Linked DNA regions of Sus scrofa: region 2 is linked to region 1. The links are chromatin contacts, called in public HiChIP or PLAC-seq maps. All regions are on one chromosome and are shown on one strand. Each heading gives the region's core, a stretch centred on a gene start, on an enhancer-like site or on the middle of the called end of the contact. The rest is flanking DNA. Distances are from core to core; before and after follow the strand shown.

Region 1 (3,290 bases), core at 444-2,943:
GCAGCTTGGATCCCGTGTTGCTGTGGCTCTGGCGTAGGCGGGAAGCTACAGCTCTGATTTGACCCCTAGCCTGGGAACTTCCATATGCTGCAGGAGCGGCCCTAGAAAAGGCAAAAAGAAAAAAAAAAAAAGTACAACTCTAAACATGGTTAGAAACAACAACGGAAAATATCTCAACAGAAAATATTACAACAGAAAAATTGTAATAAACTAATGGGAGTTCCTGTCATGGCGCAGTGGAAATGAATCTGACTAGAAACCATGAGGTAGTGGGTTTGATCCCTGGCCTCGCTCGGTAGGTTAAGGCTCTGGTGTTGCCATGATCTGTGGTATAGGTCACAGACACAGCTTGGATCTGGCATTGCTGTTGCTGTGGTGTAGGCCAGCAGCTGTAGCTCCAATTAGACCCCTTGCCTGGGAACCTCCATATGCTGTGGGTGCCGCCGCAAAAGGCAAAAAAAAAAAAAAAAAAGTAATAAACTAGTTAGACAAGCCGATCTACAGAATTTGAGATTACCAACAGGGCCTAATCAAAAAAAAAAAAAAAAAAAAAGAAAAAAAAGAAAAAAAAATTCAGCACATCTAATGGCCTATCAACAGAAATCTTTGCCTGATCTAGTTAGGAATGAGCTTTCCTAGTGCTGTGGGACAAAACCAGTCATGAAACGCTCCCAAACACTGACTGAATTAATGACCAAAAAGAGGTGCTCTGGACATAGAATGACAGTCTGTCATACTAACAAACAAAGGTCCTGCAGCCAGCATGCCATCAGCCACTGCAGCTGTCCACCCCCAAGGTGCACCCTGGGGGGATTCAGGATGGAGAAACACAGGACACTGGTCCTAGACAGTCAAGATGCAAATAAAAGGAATGATTTCAGTGAACCCAGACTCTTACATCTTACATAGAAAAGGGCTAAATATGTGAAATTTCAGATGTCAGCTTTTCCTTAATTAGTAGAAATCTTTTGATATTTTGACTACTGGGTCTTTGCTGCAAAAACCCCTATATATCCAGGCTCCTCCCTTACCTCTTCTGCCCCTGGGACCAATCTGAGATGCTGTACCCTGGGCTTACGTACTCATAAAGTTTGCGGAATAAAACACAATTCTCAACTTTTAGGTTATGCTTTTTTTTTTAGTTGACCAAGGTTAAGAAAGATTCAAGAAAAGTTCCTGGGCAAGGTAAAAAGTATCGCTGCTCCTCTTGCTCACAGAGTGAGGTCAAACCCCAGCTCCAGCCTCCTTCTTTCCGCGCTCCAGGCAAGGAAGCCAGCCTCCGCCAAGGCCACCCTCTCACCGCCCCCTTCAGGCAGGCGCCCCCCACCTTGGGGGACTCAAGCCCGACTACCGCGCGGGAGCCTAAGCTCTCCTCACCCCTCACCCTTCCACGTTTCCTCTACCTCCACGCGCCTAAGCTATGCGCTCACCTGTCCCCGGGGTACCTGTCTCTCGGGTCGGAACTACCGAGCCGCCGTGGGCAAGTAGGGAGAGCTCCCGGGGAAGGCGGAGGAACCAGGCCCGGATCGTGAGGAGGGGTACAGGCCGCGCACTCGCCGCTGGTGGGGAAAGAACCTGGACGACATCTCCCAGCAGCCCCTGCGCCGCCCGGAGAAGCGAGTCTGCGCCCTGCGTCAAGGCTTGCTCAGCTCGCGGGTCGTGATTGGCAGGGACGCGTGCGCGTGCGTGTGAGCGAGGGCCGGACGCGGCGTGGGACGCGGCGTGGGGAGGGCGTGGGCGCTAGGAGGCCGGGTGGGAGGGCGCAGCGGCCGCCGGTTCTGGACTGCGCGGGGCGTGGAGGCCTAGTCCGGAGCGCGCCGGCTGCGGCCCCTGCCATTGTGACGGCGTCGTCCCCGCCCCGGATCTCCCAGGTGCGGAGCCTCCGGGTGCTGATCGCAGGTACGCACGAAAGGGCCGGTTTCGTGCTCGCTTCTCCGAGACGTTGTACCCCTGTTTGTTAACCTCGTCGTTCTGGGCCGGCGGTCGTTTCACCGGCAAGTGGTTTTTTTTCTCTGACTTTCGCCCCCCCGGCCTGGGTGTACCCTGGTGCCCAGGAGTTCCCGCCGTCGCGTTAGTGGGACAGGACCCTAGTACTGGAATGTGCCGGGAGGTGGTGCGGAATTTGAACCGCTTGTTCTCAGCGATGCAGAATAACGTTCTCATATTCCGGTTTACCTTTTCTTTCCCAATTGGGACTAGATGTTTAAAAATTTGAGTATGCCCTTTCCAGCGGCTGCTGAACGTGATTATGCTCATTTTTGTTAGCGTAGGAACAGGGAATGTCTTATATTCCATCGTGGTCGTACTGGCTTTAAAAAGTACGTATATGTACTACCGGCTTTAACTGGCGGATGTTATAGAAGTTATATGCTGCAAACATTGAAGTAGGTCTACTTTAAATAAACTTGGTGGCCACAAGGGGCGGATCGTTTTCTATTTCTTCGTCTAGTCTAAAAATACTCATTTAAAAAAAATTTTCACTTAATGAAATTACTTTGACATTATTTTCCTCAAAATTTATCAGTTAGTGTTATCAATATTTCCAGTGTTTTAAGATTGAGTGGGTTTGTGTGTACTCTTTAAAAGAAACAAACTGCATCTCCAGCTCCTAGCTTCCTGATCTTCATTTGCTTGTTATTTATTTTTATATCAAGTAGATTAACTGGAGGTGTGTTTGTGTTTAACCCATTTTTGTTTTTCATAGACAGCTCATAATATGTTTTTATTTTCCCTTGACACTGGAGTAGTTAAACCAATCAACTTTGTACGTTAACATCTAGAATAAATGCCAGAAGAGAAGGTTGACATCAAAATTACATGGGTCCTATCGAAAGTATATGAAGAAGGTGAAGAATTTAAATTATACCTACACTGCACATACAGAATATATTGTTAAAGAAAAAAAAGGAAATAGAAGGGAAGATGGGTTATCATCCAATATGCTAGCTAAAAAGCCTCTTTCATGTTAGAGATGTTGGCAAGTTAACCACCTGGGAAATACACAACCCTTTCCTGCCCTTTTTTAAACCACCTCAACATTACACTAATTTTTCTCTATGACCTGACTAATCTCCTCTCGTTTCAATTAAAATTGTCCCTTGGAGTTCCCGTCATGGCTCAGTGGTAACAAACCCAACTAATATCCATGAGGATGTGGGTTTCATCTCTGGCCTCGATCAATGGGTTAAGGATCCAGTGTTGCTGTGAGCTGCGGTGTAGATCGCAGATGTGGCTCGGATCCTCTGTTGCTGTGGCATAGGCTCTGACAGCTGTACCTCCGATTTGACCCC
Region 2 (3,419 bases), core at 59-2,558, 110 kb before region 1:
ACAAGAGAGTCCTGTGGGGAAGGGGGTTCTTTGCAGCACCACTAAGCAAGGCCAGGGATCAAACCTGCATCCTCATGGATACTAGTTGGGTTTGTTACCACTAAGCCACGATGGGAACTCCAGAGAGATTTCTTAACTGTCTTGTTTTCCAGGAGAGCAGGGCTCAGGTAAAACCCAACAATGTCACAACCAGCAATGCTTCCTGCTAATGAAATCCTCAGTCCTACCATTTTGAGCCCTCTAAATGCCCCCAAACAGACCCTCAGGGCCTGATCATTCATTCCATCAGGCCCAACTGCCAACCCAAAGGCACCCAAATCAGAGACCATTAGAGTCTTTGTGTTTGTGTATGTTTTTAAAGAAATTTTAAATTTTTAAATTTCTTTAAAGTATAGTTAATTTACAAAATTGTGCCAAATTTCTGCTGTACAGCAAAGCTACCCACTCATACATATATGTGCATTCTGTTTTTCTTTTCCTATACTATTTTCCATCGTGATCTATCCCAGGAGATTGGATATAGTTTACTGTGCTATGCAGTAGGAACTGGTGTCTTAATTATTCCTACAAACATCTCTCAACCTACGTCTCTAACGCACACACTCACCCCACACAGAGGGCAACCTCCCGGGCTGCCTCACTCCCAGAGCTGTTGACCCCCAAGTCTAGGACTCCCCTCAAAAGTCCCTCGCAGAGGCCCCCATCACCCAATTAGTTTCCTCCACCGGCTTCGTAACTACTCACTTCTCTCAAACCTCGGTATAGATTTTCACAGACATTCCAACATTCCGACTCTCCAGCGTTCTCACATTAAAAGCTCCACAGTTCCCCTTCACAGATCCCTCATCACCCACCACCACGGGAAGCCTTAACACTGACTCCCAAATCTCCCTCCCGAATCCCACAATCACCGCCCCCCCACCCCTACAGACCCCCCCCAGTCCTCCAAACGCTGCCCAGCAAATTCCGGCTCCCTCCTGCCTCCGCGCTCCAGCCGCCCACGCCCCGCCCCCCACCGCTCCCTTCCCACACGGCCCCCACGGCTACTCCGCCGCGGACCACCACCCCTCCAGCCTCACCCCCACCTGGACCGGGATCCGCGCCTGCTTCGCGCCCGGTTCCGGAGCCGGTCCGCGCTGGGGTCAGCACAGGCCCGGGTTGGACGAAGAGGCTAGAGCCGCGCCGTCCCGCACCCAACCCCAGCCGCACACGCTTACCCGCTGGCCCACAGCCCTGAGGCAGACTCAGCCGGGCCGAGGAAGCGGCTGCGCGGAACCACATTTCCCAGAGTCCCACTCGGTTTAGAACTACATTTCCCAGGGGACTCTGTGGCGCGCCTCCACGATCGACAGGTTTGAGGTTTCCTTTTGCAAAGCCCCACTTCACCTGCCTGGGGGAGCTTGTTCCAGACAGTGGGTTGTAGCCGGCTCTGCCCGCTCAAAATGTGTTCACCGTCCTTGCCATTTTTGAGCATAGAGCAAAGTAATTTATAAAATCAAAGTAATATAGGTAAGTTTTAGTGCCTCCTATACAACAGTGCCAACAAAAAGAATGACAATAGATGAAATGAGACATCTAGGGAGAAACAAAGTATAATTATGGAAAGAGAAGAAAATTAATGAAAATTAAAACAGAAATTGAGGAGGCAAAATAGAAAAAAATTGAACTTGATAAATCAGATTTTTTAAGTAAAATAAAAAAAACATACTAGAGATTTTTATCCAAAAGTGGGGAGAAACAGCAAACAATTAGTGATAAAAAACAGAATTAGCCATAAAGAACAACAACAAAAAAAATTGTGAAAGAATATATTGCTTAATTATATATAATAACTCTGTGCATTAAGTTATTAAATTTCAAACCTAAGAAAGTACACTACTTAAAGGAATAGTTAGGTAATAAAGAAGATATTTGTTATAGACTTAAAGCAGTTGTTTAAAATGCTTTTGGCAATACGTTTTAATTGGTGAATCTTCCACGTTATCAAAGGATATAGTCTTACCAAAAAAATTCAGGAAAAATCTGGACAGAACCCTGTTTGTTTGTTTTTGCAGAACCCTTTTCTTCACACAAAGATAGCAAATAGCTATACCATAACCAAAGGTAAATTTTAAAAAAAGGAGTTCCCGGAGTTCCCATCGTGGCTCAGTGGTTAACAAATCCAACCAGGAACCATGAGGTTGCCGATCCGATCCCTGGCCTTGCTCAGTGGGTTAAGGATCTGGCATTGCCATGAGCTGAAGTGTAGGTCCAAGACACAGCTCGGATCCCGCGTAGCTATATGGCTCTGGCATAGACCAGTGGCTACAGCTCCGATTAGACCCCTAGCCTGGGAACCTCCATGTGCCATGGGAGCAGCTCAAGAAAAGGCTAAAAGACTAAATAAATAAATAAATAAAGGGGTTCCCATCGTGGTTTAATGGTAATAAAGCTGGCTAGGATCCATGAGCATGCAAGTTTGATTCCTGGGTTAAGGAAAGGGCGTTGCAGTGAGCTGTGTTGTAGATTTGCAGACTCTGTTCCAATCTTGCGTTTCTGTGGTTGTGGCGTAGACAGGCAGCCCTATGTCTGATTCGAGCCATAGCCTGGGAACTTCATATGTGGTGGGTGTGGCCCTAAAAAGAAAAAATAAATAAAAAAAACAACTTTAAAGTAGTCTTAGTTATGATATTTATGTGAAAATTCTGAAAAAATAGCAAATGGAACCAAGCAATACATTGAAATATATATCATAACAAGTAGAAGCCATTTCTGGACTTTTATTTCACATACATTTTATTTTATTTTATAATGATTTTTATTTTTTTCCATTATAGCTATTTTACAGTATTGTGTCAATTTTCTGCTGCACAGCAAGATGATCCAGTCACACATACATGTATACATTCTTTTTTTCTCACACATTTCTGGACTTGATAAACTAACATAATTCACCTTGTCAGTAGATTAAAGGAGGAAACATGCTTCATCATCTCATTAAATAGTGAAAAAAAACCATTAAATAAATGCAACCTAGGAGTTCCCATCGTGGCACAGTGGTTAACGAACCCAACTAGGAACCATGAGGTTGTGGCGGGGGCGGGGGGGTGGTTTCCAATCCCTGGCCTCCCTCAGTGGGTTAAGGATCCTGCGTTGCCGTGAGCTGTAGTTCACAGACACAGCTTTGATCCCACACTGCTCTGCCTCCGGCGTAGTCTGGAGGCTGCAGACCCCTAGTCTGGGAACCTCCATATGCCACAGGTGTGGCCCTAGAAAAGACAAAATAAATAAATAAATAAATGCAACCTAGAATGTCCATTTAAAAAAAGCACAAGAGTTTCTGCTGTGGTACAACAGGATTGGCATTGTCTCTGGGGCCACTGGATCCCTGGCCAGGCACAGTGGGTTAAGAATCCAGTGTTGCTGGAGCTGAGGTGCAG

Evidence for each region. HiChIP or PLAC-seq counts read pairs in DNA pulled down with a chosen protein or histone mark.
Region 2: an H3K27ac HiChIP or PLAC-seq map of alveolar macrophages shows a contact between it and region 1. The contact joins the promoter of ZNF605 here to the promoter of ZNF10 in region 1. A contact is called at or near these places in 1 of 5 promoter capture datasets (liver), 4 of 47 Hi-C or Micro-C datasets (heart right ventricle, liver and skeletal muscle) and 2 of 2 datasets of contacts at active chromatin or transcription factors (alveolar macrophages and skeletal muscle).

The regions. Positions count from the first base shown.
Region 1 is chr14:22,501,049-22,504,338 of Sscrofa11.1, reverse strand. ZNF10 (zinc finger protein 10) reads left to right here and starts at 1,693. Exons shown (of 5, transcript XM_021072890.1): 1 at 1,693-1,899. It overlaps ZNF891 (zinc finger protein 891), which reads right to left and starts at 1,601. Exons shown (of 2, transcript XM_021072903.1): 1 at 1,431-1,601.
Region 2 is chr14:22,611,968-22,615,386 of Sscrofa11.1, reverse strand. It overlaps ZNF605 (zinc finger protein 605), which reads right to left and starts at 1,308. Exons shown (of 6, transcript XM_013990316.2): 1 at 1,218-1,308.